Regions from separate parts of the Mus musculus genome. Here all the other regions are linked to region 1. Evidence: chromatin contacts called from public Hi-C data. All regions are on one chromosome and are shown on one strand. Each heading gives the region's core, a stretch centred on a gene start, on an enhancer-like site or on the middle of the called end of the contact. The rest is flanking DNA. Distances are from core to core; before and after follow the strand shown.

Region 1 (3,870 bases), core at 529-3,028:
ATAAAATTAATACTCATATTATTTAATTAATATTATTGAATATTAATTGTATTTCTTTTCTACACTAACTGTGCGAGTGAAATTTTAAAGAAATTTTAAAAATTAAACAAAATGTATTACATTGGTGACATATGTGGGTTACAATTTATATATCTTTTCACAAATGTAAATTAGCCATTATTCTGAACATTCATGTTTTTAAATGCTGAACTTAGACTTTTCTCCCAGCTCTGACTGATATCCCCCTTCCTGTGTGCTCACTCTTGCTGCCTTTAGGAAATAGTCAACTTCAACTGCCGGAAACTGGTGGCAACTATGCCTCTTTTTGCTAACGCCGATCCCAATTTCGTGACGGCCATGCTGAGCAAGCTGAGATTTGAGGTGTTCCAGCCCGGAGACTATATCATTCGAGAAGGAGCTGTGGGGAAGAAAATGTATTTCATCCAGCACGGTGTTGCTGGCGTTATCACCAAGTCCAGTAAAGAAATGAAGCTGACAGATGGCTCTTACTTCGGAGGTTAGTAAACGCACGGAGCAAGGTCTCTGAAGACACAATTCCAAAGTCTCTGAAATGTCTCTCCGGGGGCCTTGGAGGCATCACGTGTTTGGTGATTTCGGACATGACCTTTTATTTGAGTTCTGGCAGAAGCACTTGGAACCTATCTATATTCGAAGGTGCCAAGTTCCATACAGGTGTATAAATGAGTGTATTGATGAGAGGAGAGTTGCATACATTTTATGTGGAACCAGTTAACACTGGCTGAAAACATACAGAACCGCACTTTTTTTTTCTCATTCAAACATCCCCAGAGTATTGGATGACTCTTTCTCTAGCAGTTACAAGTGTTTCCTATACTGCTCTAATAAGATTTTGAGTTTTTCTTATTTTTCTATGTTCCTTTAATATACTATACACAAGAAGAAACTTTCTTCGTTGACTTTTTAACGAGTTGTGGGTGTAGAGAATCAAGCAGGAAAGCCTACAAGTCTGTCTTTAGATTTATTGCTAAAAATTACCACCATTATTGTTGCTCACATATAATTGACTAAATCCGAGGTGTCACTGGCAGCACTAGGCAAAGGAGAGATGGCTACCCCATGCTTGGGCAGCCGCTTATGCTGCTGAAAGGGCTGAGTATTTGGTTTATTTATAACATGGCTACTATAAAGATCATGTTTCTCAAAGTTCATGTTCAGCAGAGTGTGTGATTATAAAATGACTGGGTAATACCTATGCTGGAAAAAAAGTTGAAAATGTTAAAGCACACCATAATTAAGACTGGATTGGTGGGGCCAGCAAGATGGAATAGCAGGTAAAGGCACTTGCTGCCAAGATGGCTAACCTAACTTGGGCCCCTAAAATCCACAAGGTAGAGGAAGAGAATTGACTCTTCTGTCCCCTGAGCACCACACATGAACCTTTGCACACATCCCCCTCAAATGAGTATAAATGAATAAACGAAGTAAATGAGTGTAGATGGTGTTTGTGTTAAATTGACAAGCGTTGTCACTACAGCTGTATTAAGTATCATGAACAAAGTTTCTTCAAAGACTATGTCAGGATGGGTTCAACCACTGGTGAACCCAGCCTAGCAGCGAAGGTTACGGTGATGAGACATAAGATCATGCCCAGTATAGAAATAATTGTTCCTGTTATATGACTTAGTGATGTTGCATCTTTGTCCACAAGTGAGACACAACTATATATTTGTGACTGTGGTGATTTATATGGCCTTCTGCAGCATGTTGGATATAAGCTTTTGCTAATCTTTTAGGCAAGTAAATTCCACTTAATCCAAATCTTCCCCGTTCTTACCTTCTCCCTGGTTTGTATTTCCTCCTCTGCAAAGAGCTTCTTAAGCTTTGTGTCTTAAACTTCATGAACCTCATGAGCATTTTCAATATTTGGTCCTAGAGCCTCTTGAAACTTGCCGGTTGGCAAATTAGATTGTAGTAATGTGTTTTGTGAGGAAGAGCCTGATAATAAAACTCCACTCTCCTCTGTGCATCTAATGCTCACGGAGCTGCACAAATTACTACTGTTGGTGTCTGACACAATTGGGTTATTCTATGCAGAACTTTCTTTTCTCCCATTCCTTATTTATTAGCTTTTTATATCCGCATACGAGATATAACCTAATTACTTTAGGGCTCACATTGTTCAGAGGTTCCATCACATGCCACCTATGAGCCCCTTAAAGTGGGGTTTTATTGACTTGCTCTTTACTAGGATTGTTTTGTTTTCTGTTCAGTGTGCAAAAGGCTCTTGGTGGATAGTGTCCTTTCAGTTTAGAGTTCTCCATATGCCCAAAGAGTCCTTCATTCATTGGTTGCTGGTGTATTAAATCAGGATTTTGTCACTAAGAATGTCCAAGCTACCTTTCTAGCATAGCATCCAACATTTCTTAGCTAAATAAAGCACTACTGCACATATCTACTTGTGGGTGAACACACACGTGTGTGTGTGTATGTGCACAAAGACAACACTATTCTGCAAATGTATATGCATTTGTTTATGTAACCATCTGCATCTATATAAAGCAAAAATGAGTTACTATGTAGAACAGTCTAGTTCAATCCTATTCAGTTCTATTCTACTTGTAGTTCTTCATTTAATAGCCAAGATACCATGTCCCTTGTAAATTTGTGTTCAATTTAGGTACACAGATATAATTACATTTAAAAGCTAGAGTATCGTTGTATGTATATACTTTGCCTTCATTCTTACAGTTTCCACGGACTTCCAAGCCCTCTCAGAGACACTGTGCCACACAGTTGTAACATACTTACAGTTGTTTGTCACACTCTGCATATCACCCAATGTCTTTGGGTTTCTATTGCTGTGGTGAAACACCATGATCAAAAAGCATGTTGGGGAGGGAAGGATTTATTTGACTTACACTTCCACAGGAACTCAAAACAGTGTAGAAACTTGGAGGCAGGAGCTGATGCAGAGGCCATGAAAGGGTGTTGCTTACTGGCTTGCTCTATATGGCTTGTTCAGCCTCTTCTTATAGAACCTAAGACCACCAGTCCAGGGATAACACTATCCACAATGAACTGGATCTTCCCCACACAATCACTAATTAAGAAAAAGCCCTACAGGGTTCCCCACAGCCCTATCTTATAGAGGATTTCTTTTTCAATCAAATGACTTTCACATGGCTGTAGTTTGTGTCAAGTTGGCACAAATATAATTAGCATTCCTAATAAGGCTCTGACCTCATAAATTGCTTCTCAGTTTGCATATAATAAAACTTACTCTGTGTTAAAGAATTCCCTCAGCTGGGCCTGGTGGCACACGCCTTTAATCCCAGCACTCGCGAGGCAGAGGCAGGTGGATTTCTGAGTTCGAGGCCAGCCTGGTCTACAAAGTGAGTTCCAGGACAGCCAGGGCTATACAGAGAAACCCTGCCTCGAAAAAAAAAGCAAACAAAAAACAAAAACAAAACAAAAAGAAACAATAAAAGAAAAAGAAGAGAATTCCATATTTTTACAAGATAGATATTCTATTTATTATTTAAAATAGTTATGGAGACTACTATCAATATAATCCATATACTTAAAAGTTCTTTCAAAACACCTTTCAACTCTTACTATGTTTAATGGCAAAACTGTAGATTGTTTCTTCCCAATAGTTTTACAGATGACAATTCCTGTATAGATCCTCATTTTAGTATCAAATTTCACCACTATTGAAAAAGAAAGAAAAATGAAATACCCTGTATATCATTTACTGGGTCCTCTCCCTTTTAGAGCCTATAGCAATCACTGTTATGTTTAAATTAAACTTCCAATTTCATTGTAAGATGCAATTATGGAGAGAATTGTGGGGTTTGACATTCCTCTTTTAGGAAATGACCTGGATAT
Region 2 (4,261 bases), core at 1,189-3,688, 270 kb before region 1:
TCAATTATTGTTTTCTAAATGGAAAATGGCTGATTACTTTCTACATCCTAAATTGCAACTTGTTCTTATTCCTTGTAGGTTTTATTGGGATTTAATCATGCTTATAATGATGGTTGGAAATTTGGTCATCATACCAGTTGGAATCACGTTCTTCACAGAGCAGACGACAACACCGTGGATTATTTTCAACGTGGCATCCGATACTGTTTTCCTGTTGGACTTAATCATGAATTTTAGGACTGGGACTGTCAATGAAGACAGCTCGGAAATCATCCTGGACCCTAAAGTGATCAAGATGAATTATTTAAAAAGCTGGTTTGTGGTGGACTTCATCTCATCGATCCCGGTGGATTATATCTTTCTCATTGTAGAGAAAGGGATGGACTCAGAAGTTTACAAGACAGCCAGAGCACTTCGTATCGTGAGGTTTACAAAAATTCTCAGTCTCTTGCGGTTATTACGCCTTTCAAGGTTAATCAGATACATACACCAGTGGGAAGAGGTAAGCTGCATGTTTTTCTGTCTTGACGTCACTCTATCATGGGATCTTCCATGACGACTATTTGAGTGTGTATGTTCTATGTTTCATGAACTGCATGAAATTTAAGAACAAATAATTTGCAGAGTTCTCCATTCTGATATTTAAGTGATTTTTTTATATCTCTGAATCATTTGAGCCAACTGAGAATAATTATCAAACATTCTATTGACTATATTTTATGCAAATACACTTTAACTGACATATTGTTATTCTAGTCACTGTGACTTTTCTTATGCCTTAGAAGATTCTGTTTAAGAAAAATATGTCATATATATCTTTGATAAAGATCTATAGGGTATTATTGGTAATCTACTATATTATCATGTATAAAAGATGCTAAAATATGTTTCTAACAATATTGGGATTTCAGTGACTTTACGTTTGAGGAAAATATATTGTCCTCTTGGTTATCTCTAAATTCTATAAATTTAGGTTTGAATTCAGCATACTAAATTTGTTCATTGTTTTGTCTCCCTACAGTTTTATTAGATTTTTCTCCCAATTAGTTCATTTCATAATAGTGAAAACACAGAATATGTAGGAAGGAAATAACTAACTAGGAAACACAAAGGAATCATTCCAATGATTCTAGCCAGTCAGACCTCGTTGCTGCTGAATAGGGCATCTGCTGTTCTTAGACAGTGGGTGGAATGGTGAAAGAGCCCTGCCAACTCAAGTTTCCAAAGGCCGGAGTTAAATATACCACCATCAAGCAAATGAGTACCTCTTTCCACAGCTAGTATATTTACTTTTTCTTTTCTTTTTTTTTTCTTTCTTTTTTTTGGCTTTTTTTCCTTCATAAGCACAGCCCTTTGTATTAATTATAAACTGGATTTGATTGTCTGCATAAGAATGAAAGTCAAAAGACCTCCAGAGTACTCAATGGAGCACTAATGAAAGCACTCCACTGATTCTAGATTATTGGTTTACTCCTACAGAAATGCTGGTTTATATTTTGTAGAATCCGTAAAATGGAAGTTTTGTTTGCTTTCTGGGCAGCTGTAGGAATGTTTTTGTGGAGGCTTGTCAACGACATTTTGGTTCACAGGATTTTAGGAAATGACACACAGTAATAAAACCCTGCACACAACACTGATGAAAGCCACAACATGGATCATTCTTAAAATATGAAACTGGAATATATTAAAAAATGAAGTCTACAGGAGAAACTGGATGCACTTGTAACCTTTCTGCATAGCGCGCGCACATAGAAATGAAAATCAATATTCACTTCTCGAAGCCCTTTCACGAATCTCAAAATACCAGTCCAAGATGATTTTTGATAATACCCCCAATTTCTATTGGGGGCCTTGACTTAACTGATGAGCAGTTTTTGATCTGTTGTGCAAATGAACTCCCTGAATCTTCTCTAAAAGCTGAGGAGATAGAGTCTATTGCTGTTATCAGATGACGACGGTGAAACACGTTATGGTTCCTTACCAGGTGTAAGCGGCTGGCAAGAGGTGGAGCTGGCAGGGGGTGGTGGTGATGGTGGTTGTGGTGGTGGTGGTGGTGGTGGTATTCCTGTCTTGGCAATCTGACTCCAGAGCCATGTTGTTAACCTGTAAAACTGTGCAGTTCTCACTGTGGCTTGTGCTTCTGTACACACTAAGCTCACCATTTGACAGCTTGTCTAAGGAGCTAAATGGTGATTTTCTTCCCGGAGCAAGTGCTCATCGTGACATCTTTGAACCAAACATTAACTCTTAAAGCAAGGCCACAATACCATTTTGACGAACAGTCAGTGAGAGAAAAGTCATGGATAGAGCTGCCCGGTCAATTAAAAATACAAGAGACAGTGTGACTATTTTTAATGGCTTTCGGCTTTAGCCCAGTTATCCCAGAGAATGGCAGCCGGATGAGCAGATGGCGTCCGATCAGATAAAGTGACAGAGCATGTGGTCAGAGAGGACACTCTTTAACACCGATATTTTCTGTTCCCGGCATGGTCACCAGTACCTAGATCTGCTCAGCACGACAGGATTTTTAAAGGTGCCCGTGATATCATTCAGAAACATCAGCTGTCTGACATCATCATTGTGAAATGCAATTTAATATGCACTTAGAGAGATTTGCTAACCACACACATTCAGGGCAGCGTTGTGAGTTGGCAAGATCTTTCTTATAAATAAATGACCTTGGTAATAAATGAATCAGAAGCTCATTTAGCTGAAGAATGTTTTCTTGGTTATATGATACACCCATATAATAATATATATCATGAATGTTTAATGACTGCTAGCAATATTCTTGCTGAAGACTAAGAAATGAAATCACACTAGATAATTTAATATAAATTCATTTATTCCACCTACAAATTTAAAACATAATCTCTCTGTCTCCCTGTCTGTCTCTGTCTCTGTCTCTGTCTCTGTCTCTCTCTTATACACACACACACACACACACACACACACACACACACACCCCAAAACCAAAACCAAAAGACAAACAAACAAAAGAACCCTTGAATGGCTCCCAAATTGGCACATCTCCACTTGACTCTTATAAATGCCATCAGGATGCATTTACAAGTAGAAATACAAGTTAATCATTAGAAGTAGCTGTATGAGCTGTTGGATTAAGACTGCAGAGGAAGATAAGAGTTCACCCACATGTCTTTGAGCTCGAGCGTTTTAGTACCAGGCTGGCTCATGCTAAATTCAGCATACTTGGGGAAGTCGCGTGTGAAGTCTGGAAGCTGCCACTGTTCTAAATGAATCATTCGCAATGAAAGCAGCTGCCTGCTATAGGGAACAGCGTTCAGCTTTAGAGATGCAGTTTTTCCACCCACAGCCTGGATTAGTTCAACTAAAATACAAGATGTTCCGAAACTAGATAAATTAGAGAAATCTTATGAATGAGATGCAGGAAGTTTAAAATTTACTCCCTATGGTCCAACAGTGCTACAGGTAAATGTGTAAAAGGAAATGTTTGGTGGGGATCATCAATTTATGAAATGTCCTGGGATTAATGTATAAAGGGTGAAGTTACACTCTTAAGTCAATTTGTAAGTTCAATGATTTATGGTGTAAACACCAAGCTCATTGAAACTAGGTTAAAGTTTTGTTATATGTTGTCTGGTGATATGAAAATCTGAAGAAATTTAGGTAAATTAGCCTAGAAAATTTTCCCTTAGTATAATCTTTCCATTGGGTATAAAATTTCAATAATTAGCATAACATAAATGGGTTCTTTTATTTTTGTTTTGAAAACTCATTCTTTTAATTAAGTGACATCACTTTTCTCATTTCAAGTATGCCAGACCTCCAGGTCTGATCTATGTTTTATAATCTAATACAGGGAAAACAATTCTATATGACCCTCCAAAAAGACACATATGGTGAGGAAATCCTTGAAAATTAAATGGAGCATTATTAACAATTTGTGACGATCACAAACCTCTAAAGAGATAAAGACCAGATTAAAAGCTTAGCAAACTGGGGATTATTCACTGTATAAAAGTAAAGGGTTCTCAAAACCTCAAGTGACCTGTCTGTTGACCTCAGTCTTTTTGTCAAAGGGAGATGGCCCTTGAACCTTTTTACAGTCTTATACAATATTAGTTGAAAGTATAAACATCACCTTGATTATGGTTACTATGTAGTGGGACTGCAATCCCAGAGCTACTTGGGATATTAAGACAGGAGGAAACCATGAGTTACAGGCCAGCCTTAGCAGTGTAGTAAAACCCCAACATAGAAATAACTGAATGACAAATAA
Region 3 (4,165 bases), core at 482-2,981, 320 kb before region 1:
ATTATTATAAAACTTAAAATTTATGTTAAAATATACATTTTCACACTGAAAATAGAGGTAATCAGGAGGCATACAGAATGGGAAAAAGTAGAGAAATGTTTTCAGTTTAATGATTAAAAAGTGGGACTGAATACTGTACCATTTGAGGGCGTTTGGTTTTGTTCATCCTTGTTATCTCTGCCTCTGCCATCGAATATCATCCTCTGACCTGTGGTTTCCAAGGTCACTATGCTGCTAGATCAGAATGCTATACCACTATTTCCCTATCACTGATCATAACATTTTGACCATATAAATTTATTTTGTGAGAGTGTGTTTGGATTGGCTGAAAGCAGATACTGTGTGACCTACTGTTCTCTATTCCTTCCTTGGCTTCTCTGAAAACTCATGAACTTTCTTGTTCTTGCTTCTCTTGTTTCTTGGCTTCATCACAGATTTCAGGTTTTCCCCGAGTACAAAACAGAACAAAACCCAAAGTGATTGGCCTCACCTGTTTTTTTTTTTCATCTTGTGCCACAGGTTGGCACTCTGACAAAGAATCTCTTCCCGAAGTGTCTCTTCTCTCCCATGCGACCTTAGCAAACAGTAAATCAGAGGATCTATCTATGTCTTGGCTGGGTGAGCTTGGCTTTGAAGAGGCTGTGGGCATGGAGGTAATGCTTGCTGGTATCTTGAACAGATGTTCTGGGCTGCTTATAGTCTCGAAACTCTTCAGACTTCCAAGATGCCCTGCTGAGTGAATGGTAACTTTGGCAGCACATTTTGCTTCCATTAGCTAATCCAGTGGGTTGGGGAGACACCAAGGGAACAAGAGAAATCTGAGATCGCTGTCCTCAGCATCAGTCGCACGTGGTCAACTTCACCAGAGAATACTTCATGGCATCCTGACTGGATTCCAAGTTATCTCGACCTCTGAGCCTGGTGTTGCTGAACACAGTGCGGCATATTTATCTCTCTGTGTGGTTATTGATTGTATAACTTATCTTAAAAGGAAGGTCATCTTAGGCCACTTATCTCTTACACATTTTTTTCTTTTCTTTCCAGCAGGACTGGCCAATAAATTTGCTCACATGTGTGTTGATGTTAGTGGCCTTCCTAGGAAGGAACCCCATTCCCGTTTAAGGAGCTGTGTGAGAATAAACAGGATAAGTAGAAGGAGGTCAGTTGTCTGTCCCTAGGTACAGATCCTTAATCTGAAAAGCTCCAGGCAGCTGATTATCCAGGGCTACAAAGATCTATTTGCTAGTTGTGTGCCCCTCCCCGCCCCCATCTTTCATTTTTCCCTCTTGTCTTCTTGCTTCTCTCTTCTGTCCCTCTCTCCCTCTTTTCCACGACATGCCTTTTTCAGCGTGTCTCCTTGATTTTATCTTCACCTAGCTTTACAAGTGGATTGATAGTGTGCAGAATTAACCTGACCCCCTTTCTCTATTTGTAACATCATTCCAACAGGCGTTCAGTGTCTCTGGTGTTTTAGGTGGAGTTTTGTTCTGAATTAACGCAATTTGCTAGTTCAGCTCTCTCTCAGTCTCTGTCTGTCTGTCTGTCTGTCTGTCTGTCTTTCCCTTCTCCCCCCCTGCCTCCCTCCTTCCATCTCTCCTTCCCTCTGTCGTTTCCCTCCTCCCCTTTTCCTCCCCCTCCTTCCCTTTTCTGCCCTCCCACTTTTGCAAACCCACATCCAGAGAGCCTCCCTCCAAACGTACAAATACGCGTCCGGGGCGGGCTCAGGAGTTCAATGTCACGCTGGGCAGAAGTGGCACAGGCGAGCGGCGGGGCGCGCGCGGGTAGAGGCGGTCTGCGGCCAGCAGGGGGCAGCCGAGGGGCGGCGCTGGCGCGCGGGTGCCGAGCGGAGGAGCCTCGCCCCGCGCCCGCAGCCTCAGCCTCAGCCTCAGTACCAGGCGCGGCGGAGCCCGGAGCGCGGCAGAGCCGGCAGCGCAGCCACTGAGGGCAGCGGCGGCGGCGGGAGCCAGGCGCGCAGCGGAGCAGCGGGCGGGCGGGAAGCAGTAGCCGCCGCCGCCGCTGCCGCCGCGACGGGCAGCCGGCTCCGGCCCCTGCTCCTTGGCTTCGAGCCCCCGGCGAGTCTGGAGCCCGCGCCGTCGCCGGTCGCGTCCTCCGGGCATGGAAGGCGGCGGCAAACCCAACTCCGCGTCCAACAGCCGCGACGATGGCAACAGCGTCTTCCCCTCCAAGGCGCCCGCGACGGGGCCGGTGGCGGCCGACAAGCGCCTGGGGACCCCGCCGGGGGGCGGCGCGGCCGGGAAGGAACATGGCAACTCCGTGTGCTTCAAGGTGGACGGCGGCGGAGGAGAGGAGCCGGCGGGCAGCTTCGAGGATGCCGAGGGGCCCCGGCGGCAGTATGGTTTCATGCAGAGGCAGTTCACCTCCATGCTGCAGCCTGGGGTCAACAAATTCTCCCTCCGCATGTTTGGGAGCCAGAAGGCGGTGGAGAAGGAGCAGGAAAGGGTTAAAACTGCAGGCTTCTGGATTATCCATCCGTACAGTGACTTCAGGTGAGGACTCCCTGGAGCCGCCCCACCCTGCTCCCCCTGACGCGCCTTCCAGCATCCTATCCTGCCTCTGGGAAGGTGCGCCCCGGGGATTCACAGTGGGGGTGCGGGGCAGGCGGGGCGGCGATGCTGGAGGCTTCTACTTAGACTGGCCATACTCCACTCTTCCAACTAGTTTCCACCGACGACAGGTTTAGGGTAGGGAGTTTCTTCTCCCCGGAGCGCCAGGGAGGCTCTTCTCCTTTGCCTGGTGAACTTTGGGGACAGCAGAGGAGGGAAGAAGGCCACCGTGACCCGTGGACGGGAGGTTGTTAAGTTGCACTAGGGAAACTTTTAGTTTGGTAATGTTAGGACGAGACAGGTATCCTTGCTAAGAGCAGTTCCCCAAAGAAATGAAAAAAGATGCTTCTGGGATCCCGGAGATGAGGAAACTGGAGACAGTGACTCACAGGTCCTAGCTGTTCCTGCCACTCTCGCCCCTGGGAGTGTTAATCTGTTGTTCTTATGCTTATAGGCACCCCTGTCACCACTGAATTTCTCCAGATCAGTGGCTGGCAGGCACAGGAAGGGCACTTGCGCTTGGGTAGTCAGTCTCTGACTTGAGATTTTAGCGGAGCGGGCGCTGCCCCACTGGGCAAGAACTTGACTGGAAGCCTTGAGTTCCCGAAACAGAGGCAGGGGGGTCGTTTTCAAAGTCCCCTTCCTGAAATAGAGCGACACCCGCTCTTGACCTTGACTACAAATCCATTTCAGAAATGTCTTTCCAGTTTCCCAGCCTGGGAAGAAGGGCAGCAGAGCTGTCAGCAGGAGAAAATTAATATGAGTTTCCTGATCTTATTTGTGGCTCGAGTATTCATTTGGTTAATAAGCATGTTTAGAGACTGACAAATGAAGGTCGTGAAGCAGATCCTCTTATTACTGCGACACGCTCCTGAACACAGGCAGAGCTTCCTTCTAAAAATCCCAAACTAGTAACTAGAGGTGATATTCACTTGTTTATTTCATTCGTTCCAACTAGGGAAAGCGACAGCAGCAGCAGCAACAACAATAAAATAAACAACAACAACGAAAGGGGTCTATGTGCACACTGAGTGGATGCATAGGCTTCCGGTAAACTGCCAGCAAACATAGCAATAATAAAAAACAACATTACTTCCAGTAGCGTTTAGAAACTAACCGAAATTGCCCTTACCAGCATGCAAGGGAGGGAGCTGTCCACAGTTCTGAATCAACCTAACTGTGGAATATAGCCCAACAAAGCTTGAGTAGAAGACTGTCCATCTTCCCTGAGGTATTTATCGTCTCAAAAATCAGCAGTCTCTATTCCTTGTCACAGAGTGGATAGATTTTAGGAAAGATTTAATTTAAAAATGCTTATTTGGAAAAACACATAGGAAAACCTTACTGAAGTACTTACACTAGCTAATACCATTTATTGTCTGCAACTGAGTCTGATTGAAAGAATGTTCAGGCTAAAACAGCTTCCCAAGTAATACAACGTGTTTCCTCCGTGAAGAAGATACTCGTGGAAGCAAACTCATAGATGATCTTGCTCTGTCTACGGCAAATTAGGGTTGTTACATGCTATAGAATTTCAAAAGTGGGAATCGGAATAGAGTTTGAATATCATCTCTTTTTTGATTCCTGCATGGAAATGTAAT

Evidence for each region. A called contact is a pair of places that touch in the nucleus more often than the background predicts.
Region 2: a Hi-C map of rod photoreceptor shows a contact between it and region 1, with 1.5 times the contacts expected there. The contact joins two enhancer-like sites. A contact is called at or near these places in 2 of 484 Hi-C or Micro-C datasets (brain and rod photoreceptor).
Region 3: a Hi-C map of rod photoreceptor shows a contact between it and region 1, with 2.1 times the contacts expected there. The contact joins the promoter of Hcn1 here to the enhancer-like site in region 1. A contact is called at or near these places in 6 of 39 promoter capture datasets (the HPC-7 cell line, embryonic stem cells, liver and 3 more), 2 of 484 Hi-C or Micro-C datasets (brain and rod photoreceptor), 4 of 115 datasets of contacts at active chromatin or transcription factors (PVALB interneurons, forebrain, neural progenitor cells and 1 more) and 1 of 9 other capture datasets (embryonic stem cells).

What each region holds. Positions count from the first base shown.
Region 1 is chr13:117,925,268-117,929,137 of GRCm38.p6, forward strand. Hcn1 (hyperpolarization activated cyclic nucleotide gated potassium channel 1) reads left to right here. Exons shown (of 8, transcript NM_010408.3): 6 at 277-517. Among named protein-coding and RNA genes, the nearest start is that of Gm3474, 32 kb to the right of the region's middle. Within about 2 kb of position 1,779, at least 1 of the 459 cell types and tissues checked has an H3K27ac peak or open chromatin away from gene starts, as enhancers often do. A contact at or near this core is called in rod photoreceptor, where this site is marked.
Region 2 is chr13:117,656,528-117,660,788 of GRCm38.p6, forward strand. It overlaps Hcn1 (hyperpolarization activated cyclic nucleotide gated potassium channel 1), which reads left to right. Exons shown (of 8, transcript NM_010408.3): 2 at 79-502. Among named protein-coding and RNA genes, the nearest start is that of Hcn1, 56 kb to the left of the region's middle. Within about 2 kb of position 2,439, at least 28 of the 459 cell types and tissues checked have an H3K27ac peak or open chromatin away from gene starts, as enhancers often do. A contact at or near this core is called in rod photoreceptor, where this site is marked.
Region 3 is chr13:117,600,589-117,604,753 of GRCm38.p6, forward strand. Hcn1 (hyperpolarization activated cyclic nucleotide gated potassium channel 1) reads left to right here and starts at 1,732. Exons shown (of 8, transcript NM_010408.3): 1 at 1,732-2,507. The coding sequence starts at 2,116.